Regions from separate parts of the Rattus norvegicus genome. Here region 1 is linked to region 2. The links are chromatin contacts, called in public Hi-C maps. All regions are on one chromosome and are shown on one strand. The core of a region is the stretch at or near the end of the contact, and the rest is flanking DNA. Distances in the headings are between cores, read along the strand shown.

Region 1 (3,625 bases), core at 451-2,950, 260 kb after region 2:
AACGGACCTTAGCAAATGTGCAATCTGACCTTAAAGCAAGAGCCCCGAAACTCTCGCTAGATGGAACTAGCTGGCCTTGAACTTGCAGTGAGCCTCTCGCTTCTGCCTGGGATAAACAGGCTTGCTGCCCCACGTCTGGCTAGTTCTTAAGGATACATTTGCGTTTGTTTTCTAAGACTAAACTTGGGATTAGGGTTAGGGTAGGAACAAAGTGGCTCCTCACTGCTCAGTCTGTCTCTCTCATGGTTTGAGGGGGCTGCAGAGGCACCGTTTCCTCAGCCTGGGCGGCCAGCTTTTCCAAGAGCCAGGTTAATCCGTCTGGCCCTCACTTTCGCCCTTACAAACTCTCTTAACTCTTTGGAGAGGTGGACAGTCCACTTTCTGAACTCACTGCAACTGGGGCTCCCTTTGCTTCAGCAGCGATTTGGCCTTAAAATCTGTGACAGACCGAGTTGATAGTCTCACCACGGAAAGGGGAGGGAAAAGCGCCAGTTTTTGACAGGCCACAGACTCGCGGTGCCTCTAGTGGCCAAAAGCTGCATTGAGCCACAGTTAAGGTATCTTTTGAGAGTCCTGCTCAGGCTGCAAAGCCTGCTCCACCGGTGGCTTTTGCTTTAAACACAGTGAGGAACTGAGACGTGCAGTTTACAGCATGTAGCGGGTCAGTTTATCCCCGTCCTCTGTGCTGTGACTGCAGCCAGGTGGTAGCGCTCAACATTCCCAGAGTTTTTAATGCCATGATTTGTCATTGCCGTTCGTATTACAATAAATCGTGAGTTAAGAAATGGTTTCAGTTCTTTGGATTTCTTAGTTTGAAAACGATGCCCAGTGTCAGGTCCTTACCTGCTGGAAAGGGGGACCGAAAGTGTCCTTCTTGTGGTGGTGGCTGTGTGTGTGTGTGTGTGTGTGTGTGTGTGTGAGAGAGAGAGAGAGAGAGAGAGAGAGAGAGAGAATGCCCGCGTGTGCCCGCGCGCGCAATTGGTATCTAAGTTTCTAAAGTCTCACATTGAATTCTCAAGACTCCCTGCCTTCGCTATACCCCCCGAGGTGATCAGAACTCAGAGATGAGGAGCCTGAAAATTAAAGTGACTTTCGGATTCTCTCGGATGCAAAGATGGGGGATCAGTAAGAATTAATAAAAGTGTCCCCCTCCCCACCCAAACAAAAAGGGGGCGGGGGAAGCGAACAAAAAGGCCGGTGGCTGAGCCGGATGCAGGCAGCTGGCCCTAAGCCCTGCCCGCTGGCTCTGTGCGCGAGCTGGGGTTCGGTATCCCAGCCTCCTGAAGAGTGGGAGGAGCTGGGCCTGTGTCAGGCTCCCTAAGCCGTTCCTTTCAAGCCCTGAATGCCTGAATGTGAGCTGCCCACCGCCCTCCCCCACTCTGCAACCCCACTCCAGCGGCTCGTAAAAAAAAAAAAAAAAAAAAAAAAAAAAAAAAAAAAGTTTCAACAACAACAGGCTGGACCAATAGCGGCGCGCAAAGCCGGGGAAAGGGGCCGAGCAAAGGGCGCCCGAGAGTGGAGAAAGGAGAAAGCGGGCAAGCCCGGAGCGCGCGGGGCTGGGGCTCGGCAAGCTGGAGGAGCGTTGCTAATGTTTTTGTTTGTTTGCTTTTCTATGCATGCATAATGAGGGGGCGCCGCGGCACCACACGGGGGCTCCCGGCCCACTTTTGTATTTAAAGCCCCGCCGCGAGCGAGTCGGCAGCCGGGCTCCGCGGATCCGCTCCCCAGGCTCCGGGTCTCCGAGCAGAGCCGCACGCTCCGAGTTTCGGGGTCCTCCCTGCGCCTGGCTCCCAGAACTTCCCGGAGTGCGGCCCAGGCCCGGGTAGAGGGGGAGGGGACCAAGCGTCCTGGTCGCGGGAAGGCGGGATGCCAGAGCTGCGAACTGCTACGCGCTACTGAGCCGGGAACGGAGGAGCCACCGGCCACACGACCTTCTGCAGGCGCCTTGCACCATGCACCCCCGGCGCCGCGCGCTCCTGCAGCCTCGCCGCGTCCCCCAGGGACGGCACTGAACGCTTCCAGCCGCCGATCGGAGCCGGACCTGCGTCGCCGCGCCTCTCAGGGAGCCCCGGCCGCGGTGCTGGAGCAAACACCCGCCTCTACCAGCCGCGGGGCCGCCGGCATGGATGGATGAGGACGCCCATGCCAGAAGTGCGCGGAACTCGGACAAACTTTTCCAGCGGCCCCGCGGCCGCCACCCGAGCCTCGTTTCCGCTCCGCACCGCGTCCGGCGGCCGCTGCTGCCCGCGATGCTAGCCGCACTGCTGGGCGGCGGCGGAGCCCGCTCGGGGAGCTTGCCGGGCGCCTTGCTGTGCCTGATGGCGCTGCTGCAGTTGCTGGGCTCGGCGCCGCGGGGCTCGGGGCTGGCGCACGGCCGCCGCCTCATCTGCTGGCAGGCGCTGCTGCAGTGTCAGGGAGAGCCGGACTGCAGCTACGCCTACAGCCAGTACGCCGAGGCGTGTGCGCCGGTGCTCGCACAGCGCGGCGGAGCTGATGCTCCTGGGCCCGCCGGCGCCTTCCCCTCCTCGGCCGCGTCCTTCTCGCCGCGCTGGCGCTGCCCGAGCCACTGCATCTCGGCGCTCATCCAGCTCAACCACACGCGCCGCGGGCCCGCGCTGGAGGACTGCGACTGCGCGCAGGACGAACACTGCAGGTCCACCAAGCGCGCCATCGAGCCCTGTCTGCCGCGCACCAGCAGCGTGGGCCCGGGCGCGGGAGCGGGCTCGGTCATGGGCTGCACTGAGGCCCGGCGGCGCTGCGACCGGGACAGCCGCTGCAACCTGGCACTCGGCCGCTATCTAGCCTACTGCGGCAAGCTTTTCAACGGTCTCCGCTGCACCGACGAGTGCCGCGCGGTCATCGAGGACATGCTGGCGGTGCCCAAGGCGGCGCTGCTCAACGACTGTGTGTGCGATGGGCTGGAGAGGCCCATCTGCGAGTCGGTCAAGGAGAACATGGCCCGCCTGTGCTTCGGCCCAGATGCGAGCAACGGTCCGGGCAGCAGCGGCTCGGACGGGGGCCTAGACGACTACTACGACGAAGAATATGATGACGAGCAGCGCGCTGGGGCCGCGGGCGGCGAGCAGCCCCTGGACGACGACGACGGCCTTGCGCGCCCGGGCGGCGGCGCTGCTGGGGCAGGCGGACGCGGGGACTTGCCCCACGGGCCGGGGCGCAGGAGCAGCAGCAGCGGCAGTGGAGGCCACTGGGCGACCCGAAGCTCCTGGACCCCGTTTGCCTGTTTTCTGCTGCTCCTGCTGCTTGGGTCCCACTTGTAGCCCCCGCGCCCCTGCTGCAGGCTACTCCAGGCCGGTACGCACGACCCAGCTGATTCCCGAGCAGGGCACCTGTGGCTCGGAGACCGGAGATGATCGGGAGCACTGACCCACACTCTCCGCGGGTAGACAGGGCCCAGCCCGTACCGCAACTACCATGCTCGGCCCTTTTCTGTGCGGTTTTCCAGGCTGCAGATAAAACCGGCCGATCTATACTGCCGGCTCTAATCTGCAGAATTCAGGACACCTTGCCAAAAGCAATGAAGGCCTGGCTGGACTCTTGTTAGAGTGCTGAACGGTGGGGGTCTTTACAGTTCCAGTGGACTAGGGAAAGGGATGTTGAGCGAATT
Region 2 (3,872 bases), core at 685-3,184:
AGCCACAGGCAACATTTGACGACCAGGCAGGGTTCTCAATTACTGGCTGATCTAGACCAAACTTGAACCCATGGAAAACCTCACCAGTGCCTTCTAGCAGGGTCCATTTAAAGGTCTGGATTGAAGGTTATCAGTGCCCAGATGCTACCCATAGGAGCGCTCCCGACTCAGGAGGGAGGCTGGCACACAGATGACAGAACTACTTCTCTGTCCCGCCTTGTCTTCTCCAGGGCTTTAATCATTCTCTGGGCAGAAAAAGACAGGGGGGACATAACACACATTCATTTTTTGGCCTTGAGAAGGGGTCAGCAATTTGGTTTAGCTAGTCTGTGTAGACATCAAGCAAAATAACGCAACACGCGGGGGTCCGGATACCAAGATGCTGGTGTGCAGCATTGAGCCCTGCAGAAGTGCTTGGCACTTTATCACGTATGACGTTAACACGCGGGACAAACCATCTGCCACTTTAAGAGTTCATTTGTTGTGCCTTCAGGTTCTCCACAGTGGATTCACCACGAACGAAATAGTCCACTGTAGCGGAAGTCACCTCAGTGGCTGACTGGTGGGATGCGAGTCCAGGGTGGCGTCCAGAGGGATTCACAAGGACTATGGGTGAGTCCAGTACTGACAGAAGGTTTTTGTTTGTTTGCTTGTTTGTTTTTTTTTAATTCCAACGTCATTTTCTCTTCTCTTCCCCGGAATAGACACTTATCAACCTTTTGAATGGACTTATATTTAGTACCACTTCACAGAACACTCCTTTTTAAAAAGAGAGATCCATTGAACTGGAAGGCAAATGCCCTGCCTTAAATATGGCTGGTGGGAAGTCTCCCAGTAACCAAATCCAGATTGAAATATGGGGAGGGCTCCCGATACCTCCTCGTTTAGTCACCATTGGCAGGGGAAATTATCCTACAGGCATCTAGATATTTTTGGAAGAATGAAATCTTAGGCATTTTTTAAAAAGCCGTTTTGAGGTCTGGAAGGACCCCAGACATGTTTGCTGTTTTCAGTTTAACTTTTGCTGAACATCATTCGATTAACTTAGGAATCTAAGTGCAGTTCAAGGGTGGCTGATCCTGCGGAAATGTGTTTCTGATTATCTGCATATAACCCAGCAAAGTAGCTTTGGGAGGAATATTGTTTTTTCTTCATCTCTACAATTTTCGCTAAGCCTCATGCTTTTTCCTCTCTTCTCTCTCTGGCTTTAGTTTACTGAATGGCCTTTCTGTGGACAATAAAACGTTTGCCTTCTGAAAGGCTCAGAATTTGTCAGGCTATCAAGATTCCTCTGTAGGCTGAGATGTGTTCCCCCAGAGGAACTGACGCTGGGGCCATGTGGGAGCTGAGCTGGGGCTTGGGACCCTCACAGCCTCTTTTATTTCTCCAATCACTTTGGTTGGTAATTCTTGAGGCTAATAGGGTGAACGAACGCGTGGCAACTCGAGAACAAGAACAAAAGAGAAGTCCCCAGTCTCACTGGCTCATGTGCCTTTGCAGCTGCCTCATGGCTGCTCCTGAGAATGGCTCCTTTAAGGGAGGAAGCGGTTCCAGGGCAACCTGTTGGAGGAATCTGAAATATGCTTCCTGAGCCAAGAATGTTACGGGAAGGCAGGGGAGTGTTTGCAAGCCTTCAACTTCGAGAAATCCTTGAAGTGCTGGGCAGTGGTCTCCTGTATTTCCTTACTTCTTCTTGTCTCTCTTGCTTAAGTTACCTTGCTTAGTCTATATTTCTGACCACAGCAACGTGTCAGGGACAGTTCGGTTCCCAGACCACTAGACTGGGGTGCTGTCCTCAGTTGGGGAACAGAAGGAGGACAGCTGGTAACCGAGGGATCCAGGAGTTAAGCAGGCCCAGGTTCTCCTCTGCAGTCCAGAGGCCTATGGAGCTGCTGGGCTGGCAGCCTTTGTCTGCACCAGGAAGGGTTCCAACATTTTCAGCTGCTCCCACCAACTCGTCTAGCACTTACACAACCCTAGCTCCTAGCTGATTCAGACGGGTATCCGGAGGGGGAGGCCATAGCAAACTAAGAAGACAAGAGAACGGGGACCTGGCACTGCTCAACATGATTAAACTCTCTGCGTTAAAAACAGGTCTATGTTCCTCACTCGGGGGACACATCTGCTCTGAAAACACCTCCATGAGAAGCTGGGGTCTTTCATTACGACTGGCCTGGTTTACATGCCCTTTTCTAGCTTTAAATCATGATATGTTCTACCCGGGGCTTAGCTGCATTTCCTTCCGCCCTTGGCAAGGCAGATTACTTCAGCTCTGTAAAGTTAATAACTTGTTCGGCTTCCAGGTTCACTGCCTGGGGTAGATGGGGAAGGTCAGAAAAGCAGGAGAAATGCCGTTTCATGAAATCCAACTGGAGAATGGGATCTGGTAAAGCAGCATTTCCGTGGAGACCGATCTCACACCGTAGCACTGGTGGACAGCTCGGTTTCTGTGATCTGCTCACAAGGTTGGGCGGCCATCACTGCCTCGCCCACTTCTGAATATTTCATTGCCTTAAAAGAAACCCTTTAAGACCATCTTTTTTTCAGCCCCTGTCAACTGCTAATCTTTTCCCACGGCTGGTTCTTATAAACTTATATATAATGTATGGCCATTTGTGTATAGACCTCTGCTGCATGAATCAGCCTTTTATTCCGTTTGCTGAGTCACTCTCAACCGTACGGTACAGTCCACTTGCACAGTTGTTAGTTGCTGGATATCCGGGGATTTGTACGAGTGCTTCTATGAACACGTGTTTTACACACACCCGGGGAGTGGCATTGCCTTGGTCCCATGATGATTTTGAATCGCCTGATTGATTGTTTCCCAAAATCGTTGCTTGAATGTTAAAGTCCCCGAAGATCACGAATGAGGAGTCTAATTTCTGGCCACTCTCACAGACCCTCATCTTTCTTACTTTCTGCTCTTGAGTGAGATCGAGGTGGTGCCTCTGTGGTTTGGTTTGCGTCTCTCTGAGCCTGGCTGTGTTGAGCATATTTTTATGGGCTCACAGGCCACCTACAGGTCTTCTTCAGAGAAATTTTCATTCGACTCCTTTACTCGTTTTAAAGCTGGCTCATCAGGTATGGCTGCACTTGGCTATAATCCCAGCAGTCAGGAGGCAGAGGCAAGTGGATCTCTCTAAGTTCAAGGCCATCCTGGTCTTCATAGTGAGTCCCAAGCCTACAAAAGCCACACAGCAAGACTATCTAAACTAATTATCAATCGAATGTATGAACGTGTGGTCCCCCCTGTTCTCTGCCAGGAGACTGCTTTTCTGCACTTTGTTTATGCACAGACTCTGGGTCCATTCCACCTGCCAGTGTATTTATGCTCATGTCACTGCCCCCAGTCTTTTATTTAAAAAAGATTTATTCATTTGAATTGTATGTGTGGGAGATTATCTGCATGTAGGTTTACACACCATGTGGGTGCAGTATCTGCAGAGGCCAGAAGAGGGCGTCAGATCCCCTGGAACTAGAGTTACAGATGGTTTTGCGCTGCCGTGTGTGTGCACAGAATAAAGTCCTAGTCCTCTGTGAGAACAGTCAGTGCTCGTAACCGCCCAGTCTTGATTACTGTAGTAGAATAGAAAGTTTTGACATTTAAAACTCTGGTTCATGATCCTGATCCTTTGTAACTGTTTTAATTATTCTGAATCTGTTACATTTGTATGCATTTGGGGAACATGTTGCCAATTTCTTCAAATAAGAAAGCTGAAATTTTGGTAATAAAGAACAATCTGTTTTAAAAGAATGCCAATAACAAAAGACTCACGGTTCAAACCCCACTTCTACGATCCTAGTTAATAAAATGATACCATAGGGCGATGGTCCAGGAGTCTAAAGCCCTTGCTGCTTGGGCAGAGGACCAG

What was found. A called contact is a pair of places that touch in the nucleus more often than the background predicts.
Region 1: a Hi-C map of psoas muscle shows a contact between it and region 2, with 2.5 times the contacts expected there. The contact joins the promoter of Gas1 here to the enhancer-like site in region 2. A contact is called at or near these places in 3 of 12 Hi-C or Micro-C datasets (hepatocytes, liver and psoas muscle) and 1 of 1 datasets of contacts at active chromatin or transcription factors (oligodendrocytes).

The regions. Positions count from the first base shown.
Region 1 is chr17:4,486,016-4,489,640 of GRCr8, forward strand. Gas1 (growth arrest-specific 1) reads left to right here and starts at 1,701. Exons shown (of 1, transcript NM_001400814.1): 1 at 1,701-3,625. The coding sequence starts at 2,127. The coding sequence ends at 3,278.
Region 2 is chr17:4,227,762-4,231,633 of GRCr8, forward strand. It overlaps LOC100912124 (a long non-coding RNA gene), which reads left to right. Exons shown (of 10, transcript XR_001841748.3): 9 at 494-612. Among named protein-coding and RNA genes, the nearest start is that of Dapk1, 130 kb to the left of the region's middle. Within about 2 kb of position 1,935, at least 20 of the 93 cell types and tissues checked have an H3K27ac peak or open chromatin away from gene starts, as enhancers often do.